3 separate regions of the Mus musculus genome follow, and regions 1 and 2 are each linked to region 3. Evidence: chromatin contacts called from public HiChIP or PLAC-seq data. All regions are on one chromosome and are shown on one strand. The core of a region is the stretch at or near the end of the contact, and the rest is flanking DNA. Distances in the headings are between cores, read along the strand shown.

The links. HiChIP or PLAC-seq counts read pairs in DNA pulled down with a chosen protein or histone mark.
Region 1: an H3K4me3 HiChIP or PLAC-seq map of forebrain shows a contact between it and region 3, with 4 times the contacts expected there. The contact joins two enhancer-like sites. A contact is called at or near these places in 5 of 39 promoter capture datasets (cranial neural crest, frontonasal cranial neural crest, liver and 2 more), 2 of 15 datasets of contacts at CTCF or cohesin (the NIH/3T3 cell line and stem cell-derived epiblast-like cells), 12 of 484 Hi-C or Micro-C datasets (the N1E-115 cell line, the Patski cell line, bone marrow-derived macrophages and 8 more), 30 of 115 datasets of contacts at active chromatin or transcription factors (the 230-238 cell line, DN3 thymocytes, the HPC-7 cell line and 23 more) and 4 of 9 other capture datasets (adipose tissue, embryonic trunk, liver and 1 more).
Region 2: a contact with region 3 is called in an H3K4me3 HiChIP or PLAC-seq map of forebrain, with 3 times the contacts expected there. The contact joins two enhancer-like sites. A contact is called at or near these places in 1 of 39 promoter capture datasets (hippocampal neurons), 1 of 15 datasets of contacts at CTCF or cohesin (the NIH/3T3 cell line), 61 of 484 Hi-C or Micro-C datasets (the AML12 cell line, B cells, CD4 T cells and 42 more) and 30 of 115 datasets of contacts at active chromatin or transcription factors (the 230-238 cell line, the HPC-7 cell line, the NIH/3T3 cell line and 23 more).

The regions. Positions count from the first base shown.
Region 1 is chr4:107,017,584-107,020,689 of GRCm38.p6, reverse strand. All of the region lies in intron 5 of Ssbp3 (single-stranded DNA binding protein 3), which reads right to left. Gm12786 (a long non-coding RNA gene) reads left to right here. Exons shown (of 3, transcript XR_003955090.1): 3 at 1,376-1,823. Among named protein-coding and RNA genes, the nearest start is that of Gm12786, 8.1 kb to the left of the region's middle. Within about 2 kb of position 1,474, at least 43 of the 459 cell types and tissues checked have an H3K27ac peak or open chromatin away from gene starts, as enhancers often do. A contact at or near this core is called in the N1E-115 cell line, forebrain, liver and 3 more, where this site is marked.
Region 2 is chr4:107,000,573-107,003,740 of GRCm38.p6, reverse strand. All of the region lies in intron 4 of Ssbp3 (single-stranded DNA binding protein 3), which reads right to left. Among named protein-coding and RNA genes, the nearest start is that of Gm12786, 25 kb to the left of the region's middle. Within about 2 kb of position 1,765, at least 30 of the 459 cell types and tissues checked have an H3K27ac peak or open chromatin away from gene starts, as enhancers often do. A contact at or near this core is called in the G1E-ER4 cell line, the N1E-115 cell line, cerebellum and 2 more, where this site is marked.
Region 3 is chr4:106,846,650-106,850,017 of GRCm38.p6, reverse strand. No RefSeq gene overlaps it. Among named protein-coding and RNA genes, the nearest start is that of Gm31125, 8.2 kb to the right of the region's middle. Within about 2 kb of position 1,332, at least 225 of the 459 cell types and tissues checked have an H3K27ac peak or open chromatin away from gene starts, as enhancers often do. A contact at or near this core is called in the G1E-ER4 cell line, the N1E-115 cell line, cerebellum and 6 more, where this site is marked.

The DNA.
Region 1 (3,106 bases), core at 225-2,724, 170 kb before region 3:
CTTGTCTTTTGGTCCTGAATAAACCACAGTTCACTACCACAGCATAAAAGATTAGGGGCTGGTAAGATAGCTCCCTGGTAAAGATACATGGCTGCAAAGCTGAACAACTGAGGCTTGATCCTTGGACTATGTGGAAGAAAGAAACTGATTCAGAAGCTGACCTTGACCTCCACACATGCGTCCCCCACCCCACCCCCAGTCCTCCCTTGACCTTGATTACTTCATCCCTGGTACAGTGCTGGGTTCCTCTTGTCTGGGACATGAGCATTTGCAATCTTTCAGCGGGTTCAGACTGCTCGGCCCCTTTTCTAAGGACTGAGGTTCGAGGAGGAGTCTCTGGGTTCATCAGGTCTAATCTTAAATGCATGGGGGATGGTTGGGATGGGGCAAAGAGGAGAGGTGATTTGGGAGCCACTGAAACCTTGGGATCTCCCTGCTAGACACCGGGTGTCTGTTATCTGCTTAACTGGCCACCTTTTTGTAGGGACAAAGAAAAAATATCCAGTATTTAGACTAATGGTCAGGGCTCACAGCATACTACAGTCAGTGCATTTGAGGGTACCAGCCGCTGTACCAAGCGTCACAAACAGGCAGCACCCTGCCTTTCCCTCAGGAGTTGAAGCCTGGTGGGAGACTGAAGTGTAACTATGACCACAGCAGCTTCAGAGACAGAAACTAAATGCAGGAAGTATTTAGGCAGCAGTGGCCATGATAGAATCATAGGTGGCAGGGCCTGGTGGGTGTAGATGTGCCCTGGACGAAGAAAGGTAGACAATGTGGGCACAGAGGATGGAGTTAGGCAGCCCTAGTTCAGGAAAAGGTGTGCTTACAGAAAGATAGGGACCTGGACCTGGGACAGGACTTTAACCTGGGGGAGCTCCTGGAAGGGAGTCACCATTAGACTGGGTTATCCGTGGATCACACATCCATTTCTTCCCGAGCTGTTTCTCTACTTCTTTCTCACATCAGAAATCAGGGCTTGTGGCCATGGGGACCCCCCCCCCCCACAGCCCCAAGAGAGCTAACAGCTGTCCAGGGTGCTAATTCCCACCTTGTATCATGGGGATGGAGGAAAGTCATTATCTTCTCTCTATGAGCAGGCTCTGTGACCTTGCTGGAATCTGCCACAGCACTGGCTGGGTCAAGGTTCCCACAGTCTCCTCCCTGAGGGTTCCTAGCAGGGTCCTGATGGCAGATGTGCTCTCTGACTTCAATTCAGGGCAACATAACATGTTTTGGGAATATGTGGGCATTAGAAATGGACCTTGATAGCAATCATATCAGTTCCTCAGGACACAGGGAGAATATTCCTGCTTTGCCACAGCATTCTGCTTCCCACCCCCTAAAAACTGTCATTTACTCTGAAATTGGACAGTGTTTCTGATGCAGCTGGCTCCTGCCGGCCTCCGCCCCGCCTGCCGGCTCTGCTCTGCTGTTAATCACAACAGCACCATGAAAGTGAGGCGCATGCTAAGGAGGCTGGCCTCATCTACCCAGAGACTCCTGCTCTGCTGGACGGCCTCCAGACACTTGTGCACACAGCTCTGCCAACAGACAATCCACGACTTCACAGCCACCAGCAAGCAGGTAACTGAGCCCTGGAAGCCACACATCCAAAATGCCCAGAATTCCACCTCCAACACCCACCAAACAGCAGACTCCAGAAGAGATCAGGAGGCTGCTGGTTTCATTTTGCTCCATCAGTGTGGTTTCTCAAACCTCTCCCTCCCTGACATGCCTAAATGCCCTGGGACTCTCTTCTCTTCTCAGTTAAGGTGAAACAACAGGCATGGGCCTGGTAGATACCAGAGTTCTGGAAACATGCAGGTTTGAGGCCTTTGGTCCACTGCCACATGGGCTCAGACATGATTGTTGGAGAACTCTGGCAGAGGGAGGGACTCTGGGGGATGAAAGAAGCCAGAGTTATGGCAGGGGCCTGGCCTGTGCCTGTGAAGATCTTAACATGCCTGTAAGACAATCACAAGTCTGTGGTGCCAAGAGTCAAGTACTCAGGTCAGTGCCAGCAGCCAGCTAGCACCGTTAGGCAGCTGCTAATATGTGAAGCTGTCACTCACGGTCCTGTCCACCTCCTAGAGTTCTTTAGGAACACCCTATCTTTTCCTTATTACTCACTCAAGAATCCCACTTGATACAAGGTCCTTCAACGGCAGAACAGGTAAACCTGGAATACGATTTCCTCTTGTGCCTCCCACGTCCACCTCCTCTAATGTCACTGGGACCAGGACTTAGAAAACAAGGCCACTTTTCCAGATCAGATCCAGACTATTCCGACAACTTCAGAGCTATTGGGATTAGTTAAAGCCACCTTCAGGAAGAGGGACTGGGTTAGACCCATGTGTTGGGTTTGTCCATTTTGACCTTGGAACAAAGATAATGGCCAGACTCTGTCAAAGGCTTCTTGAATACTGACCTAAGACCCTTCACTCCTAGGAGAGAACTCGGCAGTTGGGAGAAGAATACATACAGACTGATGGACGAACAGAGACCAGACCCGAGAGCAACAGATCTGATCCTTGCCCTAGGGACCAAGAACTGTTCTATCAATGGAGTGAGGATGATGGGGACAGACCAGACAGGGCTCCAGATGCTATACTGAGAAACTGGAGTTTTATAATTAAGAGCTGTGGGAGAGCACTTGACATGGAGGTCCAGGATGGCACCTGACAAGTGTGGCCACTACAGCCAGGCTGAAGCAGCAACTGTGTCTGTGCCAAATGAATAAATGATTGACTGCTGGCCTTGGGAAGGAGTCCTATACAATTTCAAACCATTCTTATGCTCCCTGGTTCAATTCAGAGCTGATGAAGTAGGCTGTTTTATAGGCAAGGGAGAAACGAAACTCAAAAGGTGCTCAGGCATCTTCTGGTGACAGAAAGCCATGCAGTCCCTGGAGCCTGAGAGTAGGTCTCCATTAAGCTCATCCGAACACGCCTGCTAGGAACAGAAGCAGAAGCTCCTGAACCCACAGCCTACTTCCCTGCCTTCACTTCCCCTAGAAACTCCTGTTGGGGGCTAGACCAAAGAACAAGGGATCAGAATGGCCAAAGCTGAGGGAACAAGTCAAGAGGACAGACTTCAGCAGGAG
Region 2 (3,168 bases), core at 516-3,015, 150 kb before region 3:
TCACCAGGAGCTGGGAACACCTGTACACCGCACATGTCCTCATTCGGCGATTCATGGTTACACACAGAGGAATGGAAGTCTGGGCCCCTGTTGGGACTATCAGGTAAGGCATCTTGTTATGTTGGCAAGGCAGGTGCTGAACAATTGGTGGTTCTGAGCCTGATACAGAAGTGGACAATGACAGATAGGCCTAGCTTTCTGAGTTTCATGTATTTGCTCATTTGTGAGGTGAGGATTTCACTCTGTTGTCCAGGCTGGCCTTGAATTCCTATTTCTGAGCTCAAGAAATCCTCCTGCCTAGGTCAAGTAGCTGGGATCCCAGACACCGAGCACAGCGTGAGCAGGGGAGTCTAGGAATAGAGTGACATATGGGTATGTCAGGAGGGGGGCACTGAAGGGAAGACAGATGAAGGTCTGCTCTCAAGTAGCTACACTTCTAACAAGTAGTCTCTCCTCAGTGGCCACCTTGGAAGAGTGAAAAAAGACAGACAGACAGGAGGAAGAAAAGAAACAAGATAAAAGAAAGGCACATTAGTCCTTTTCAAAAGAAAAGGACTGAGAGAGAAGGCCACCATATCGCAGGCTGGTCCATCTGTCCTAGGACTCACCAGGTTACTCTGGGAACTGGATCAAAAGGTGCCTCGTGGTAAGGGGTACAGTCCCAGGTTGCTAAAGCCACCCAGTTGTGCCTTGGACGCTAGCCAGGGTGCCCTCCTCTGTAAGCAGAAACTCTCTCAAGCCCGTAGTGTGGGCTGCACCAGGCAGAGCTTAGCCTGTCCATGCACACGAGGCTGTGAGGCCGAGGGAGAGCAGAGCCCCTGGATGAATACCATGCAGTAGGTCAATGGATCCCGTACAGCATGCTCTGTGTACAGTGATCACTTACGCCATTAGCAAAACACACATACATACATGCACACACTGCCTGCTGTCTTAAAGAGCTACTTACAACCACAAACATGTCACAGTAGGCCAGTGACAGCTCCTGAACAAGAAGGCTGGCAGGTGCTCCTGCAGAGTGGAAAATTCCCTGGCGTGGACCTGCATACTAGCTCAGGTCCAATGACAACTTAATCCTGCTGGGACCAAGGTACACAGCAAACAGAAGCCATTGCCTCTAGGAACTTTTTGCTTCGAGTTTAAAAGGAGTTATTAAAGGCAAAGTCCTCCACATATCTTTCAAGGATGGGAGCCCACGCCTCCTCAGCTGGTACTCAATACAGCAGGTTCAGAGTCATGTTTCCTCATCCTCTGCTTTGACACAATGACGCTTTTCAGTTGCAAAACGTCACCAGGGTCCCTCATAGCAAAGCATGGGTGGGGAAGGAGTGTACAGCTCAAGCCTACCCTGGTCTCTTCTGCACAGTAGAGCGGACTGGAATCCTTGGGCTCCCTTGCCTGGCCTCAGGTAGCCATGAGGAGCCGCCCACTGCGGTTCATGCTGCCAGCCCTCAAGCATGCCCCACTCCCCACTCGGAAGCTCAGAGCTGAGCAGATGCCTCCTAAGCCTTTAAAGCACAACTAATTGGGCTAATTTCGCTAACAGTCTCTGTTTCGTCGTCGCCCCCCCCCCCGCCCCCATCAACCAGCGTCCTTTGGTACTGCTGGAGAGATGCAAGCTGTTGGCTTTAGTGTTATTTTGTCAGCCATTAAACGATTCATCGGAGTCATTAATTGATTTATTACTGCTGCCTGCTCAGAGGGTTTAGCAAATAAAGAATGATGTAGGTCACAATGCAAAGGAAATTGGACCAAACACCATGAGGAACTGGGCACTCAGTGCCTGCCTGCTACTGTCCACTCTAGTAGCCTCCAACCCAGCTGCCGGGTGGAGCTAGTACTGATAGCCCTTCTGACCAGACTTCAGGCCCAGCCTGGCTCTTGTACAGGCAGAGACATTGAGGGCCTCCACTGAGGGCCTTGTATAGAGACTGTGAAGCCAGCCCAAGAAACCAACAGGCACTGCCATCAACAGAGCAGGAAGGCAGGAGCCAAAAGTGGGCACGAAGCTGCAATGAGGGGCTTACAGATGAGGCCTCCAGGCTCCTATGCTAAGTCTCTCCTCCCCCCGGAGGTGACACACAAGACAGCAACAGTTGACATGTTAGCAGGCACCTCCCGAAGTCTGGCCTTTAATGTGCTTATCTCTGATCCTCTCTACAGTCCTACAGTTGAGGTATTAGCTTCCCTGAGTTACAGAGAGAAGAGAAGCTCAGAGAGCTGACCTGCCCCAGGCTGCATGGCAGGCCAGCAAGTAGCAGTCTAAGACTCCAGCCTGGTGGATCCGACTTCAAAGTCCACATTTCTTCCCTCTATCATATCTTCAGACAGACATAAAAGGGCCCAACACCTGCAGCTCAGCTCCATGGGAACTGACAGAAACAGGCGGGAGACCAAGAATAAGGCCACTCTGGCCTTCTCAGAGCCCCAAGCTCTTGTTTTACAGAATGAAGGGCTAAGGGGCAAGACCTGAGGTCACACCAAGTGTGAAGACTCAGTCTTTGTGCAAAGAACATCACACCACCAACAAATACCACATGGCCTGGGTGCCTCTTCCTTGTGAGCAGTCACATTGTGAGGGAGCCCTCTCAGTCCCTACACTGAGCCAACCAATCTCCTTGAGGCCTAGTCACACACTATTTGGTTGGCTGTAATGGACTAGACCGAAGAGACTGGTCCTGTCGCCTGTAATCGCCTTTCCAGCTATTCAGGGCTCCAAACAAACTAAAAGGAGTGGCACTGAGGAAAGGCAATGGTCACACCTCTAATGATGGACTCTGGGGTGTGTGTGCGTGCGCGCAAAACAGGCAATAGCTCTGATATTTACAGGTTTCCCTAGAAGCCAAACAGCCATTCCACGTGTCTCCAATTCTGTTGGCGTAGTAATCGGCTGTGAGGAGACCCCACACTCCTGTTCAGCAGAATTAGGACATTCACCCTGGCCAGTTCTCAGGAGTCTCATAGAGAGTGCAGACTGGTCTGCTCTCAAAGCAAAGGGTCAGGCACGACCACAAACGACCAGTTTCCTTCCTACTTCTGTTCTGGATCCAGCATGATCTGAAGGCTATCAATCAAGTTATCTGTGGATATGTTTTGGGATCTGCCAGGTGTAGCACACATAAACTGAAGATAAGACTGCTCTAAGATGCCCCTCATCTTCCCTGTGTT
Region 3 (3,368 bases), core at 83-2,582:
GAGCCACTATGTGGTTGCTGGAATTTGAACTCCGGACCTTCGGAAGAGCAGCCTGGAAGAGTAGTTGGGTGCTCTTACCCAATGAGCCATCTCACCAGCCCCCCCAACCCCCATCTCTGTCTTAAAAAACAACAACAACAACAACAACAACAACAACAAAAAACCAAAACAAAACAAGGGGGGCAGATAGCTCTTCAGGTAAAACTGTTTGCTGTCTATGCTTGACCTCCTGAGTTTGAATCCTGAATGTAGGACAGAACTAACCCTTGAAAGTTGTCCTCTGACCTCCACAAGGGTATATCTCCAAACCCCAAATAAAAATTAAAACTAAACAAAAGAGGGTTGGAGAGATGACTCAGAAGCTAAGAGTACCGGCTGCTCTTCCACAGGACCCAGGTTCGATTCTCAGAACCTGCATGGCAGCTCACAGCTGTCTGGAACTCCAGTTTCAGAGGATCTGGCGTTCTCACACAGACATACCTGCAGGCAAAACAAAAATGCACAGGAAATAAAAATAAATCTAAAGCAGAGGAGGGTGTGCTGGAGAGATGATGGCTCAGTGGTTAAGAGCACCAACTGCTCTTCCAGAGGTCCTGAGTTCAATTCCCAAAAACCACATGGTGGCTTTTTTTTTTTTTTTTTTTTTTTTTCCAAGACAGGGTTTCTCTGTATAGCCCTGGCTGTCCTGGAACTCACTTTGCAGACCAGGCTGGCCTCGAACTCAGAAATCTGCCTGCCTCTGCCTCCTGAGATTAAAGGTATGCACCACAACGCCCGGCTTTTTTTTTTTTTTTTTTTTTTTCAGTCTTGAATTCACAGAGGTCACCAGCCTCTGCCTCCTGGATGCTGGGATTAAAGATGTTTGCCACCATGACAACAGGGCAGAGGCTCCGTTTTTCTATGGCTTGGTCTGTGAACTTTGGAACCTCACTGCCCCATCCCACTCATAGCCTGTGCCACACCTGGGAAGATCTGTTGGTCTGCCTTCTGGTCTAGGGCATGTAACCCAGAGTCACTCAGCACTGAAGTGACAGACCCCAAGCAGCCAAGATTTCTGACAGTGGCAGGGACTGGCAGAAAAGAAGCGACATTGAGTGGACAGCTGGGGACCTGGCAGCCAAGAGTGAGCTCTGTCATGAAGCCAGCTCTGCTTCCCTAATACTGCTGCGAACTATAGGTCTTTGCTTGAATGGTCCCCTGGTTTTCTCTTAGGAGATCCCTATGGCTTGCAGGGTAATGTCCCAACTTCTGTCAGCACACTGTGAGGTGCCCGCTGTGCTACGGGCTGATCCTTACCTGTTTCTCACTTAGATACAACCCTTTTCTAAGAAACTTCCTTTGAAATTTCCCAACAGAGCTCATCGCCATCAATGTGGCAAGACTCTACCCAGCGCTTGCTGGGTGCCAAGTAGCAGAGGCAGTGTGCCAAGGTGGGCAGGGTGAACAGGACAGGGGCATCCGTTCTCCTCTTGGCTTCTCAACTCCCTGCTCCTGGGTGCTCCATCTGTCTCCAGGGGACTATCCTGCATAGCTGTTGTTGTGTTTGCACCTGGGGCTCCTGGGCTGGCTCGACTCCTGGCTAAGGCCATCTCGGTATGTGGCTGACTGCGTTGTCATCAGGCGCCCTCCCCACCCCAAGCTGGAATTTCCAGAACAATGTTAGCAAGAACAGGAGCGAGGCAATGCTGGCCCCTGTTCCCTGAGTCTTGAGAATCTATAGGATAACAGGCACCTGGCCCACTTCTTAGCCACTCTGAAGGTACACACCGACCTGGGACAGGAGCCTGGCCCTACAGGTCACACAGCTCCCCAACTGGCCCTGAGCTCAGCCCTCTGGGAGCCTCTTCCGGAGGCTGGATTCCAGGAGCCTCCTCTTTCTAAACCCTGCTCTGCACACCCCCTCCCCCCAGCACTGGCCTGGCTTCCTGGAATTTCTCCTCCTAATTGAAACCAAACACCGGGGCTCCTCAAGGGCTGTGCCCTGGAGGCCCCGTGGGTTTCTCTTTTCCTCCCTCCTCCCTTTCCCCAAATGGGGCCTCTGGGGGTACTGGGGGTGGGGTGCTCAGCCCAAGGCAGCACCGGGAGGGGATAAGGGGTAAGGGGCTCACAGCTGCTGGGCTGTGAACAAGCTGGACTTGGCTGTCTCACAACTGAAGAGGCATTGAAGGGCAGGCTGGCGATCCAGGCAAAGGGAACTGGGAGGATTTCTTCCACTGGGACTGTCCCAAGAAAACCCTGGACCAACCCTGTCTCAGGCAGTAGGTCTGGGAACTGGAGAATGGGTTGGTGAAGGTCAGCCTCAACTAGACCGTCCGTGTGACCTTAGGCAAATTATTTCCTCCTCTCTCTGAATCTTGAGTTCCTCAAGGTACAAGCGTGAGGCTATGTGGGGACCTGTCTCAGATAATGTTCATAATTACCACCTGGTCTTAGTGATGAAGCTAGGCATACTAACCCTTTCCAGTACATCTACAGGGATGGAGAGAGGCAGCCTAAGAACATGTGGGGCTGTTGAGGGCTGCAGTTGAAAAGGTCAATAAATGTTTGTTGAATGAAGGAATTCTCTCCCCTTTTTACAAACATTTACCGAATGTCTTCCTTGTTTCAAACACTGGGGCAAAACCCTAAGGCAGCAAGGCTGATTCCCCTGAAGGTGGAGTCTGGGAAGGAAGCCCATTGTCCTGCCTGTCAAAGGCACCACTAGGAACCTGCAGGCTGATGCTGTGACCAGAAAGCAGAGAGGGCAGGGACCCTGGGGAGGGTCAGACCAAGACTGGGCAGCGGTTAGAATAGTCGGGACAGCTTTCCAGAGAAAAGTGACCAAGTGACCTTCTTGATACTTCTTAATTCAGCCATCACTAGTCATTGCGAGCCACTGGAACCCAGGTGCTGCTGAAGGTATGCAGCTATCCTGGGAACCTGGTGTGGACTGGTGTTGGCCAGCCTACAGGAGAAGGCCTCCCCTAGTGATAACCTGATTCCAGCTAGCCACAGACACATCCTTTCTCTTGCCTAGTACCATTTTAACAGTGGTGGTCCCTCTTCTCCTCCTCCTCAATATTGTAAGCTGTCCTGAGCTCACTATAGAATCCAGGCTGGTCTCCAATTCATGGCAATTCCTCTGCCTCTGTTTCTGCCTTCCAAGTGTTGGAGTCACTGGCTATGACTCCTGTATTATTATTATTATCTTCTTCTTCTCCTCCTTCTTTCTTCTCCTCCTTCTTTCTTCTTCTTCTTCTTCTTCTTCTTCTTCTTCTTCTTCTTCTTCTTCTTCTTCTTCCTCCTCCTTCTCCTCCTCCTCCTCCTCCTCCTCTTCTTCTTCCTCCACCACCTCCTCCTTCTTCTTCTCCCTCTTCTCCTCTTCTTCC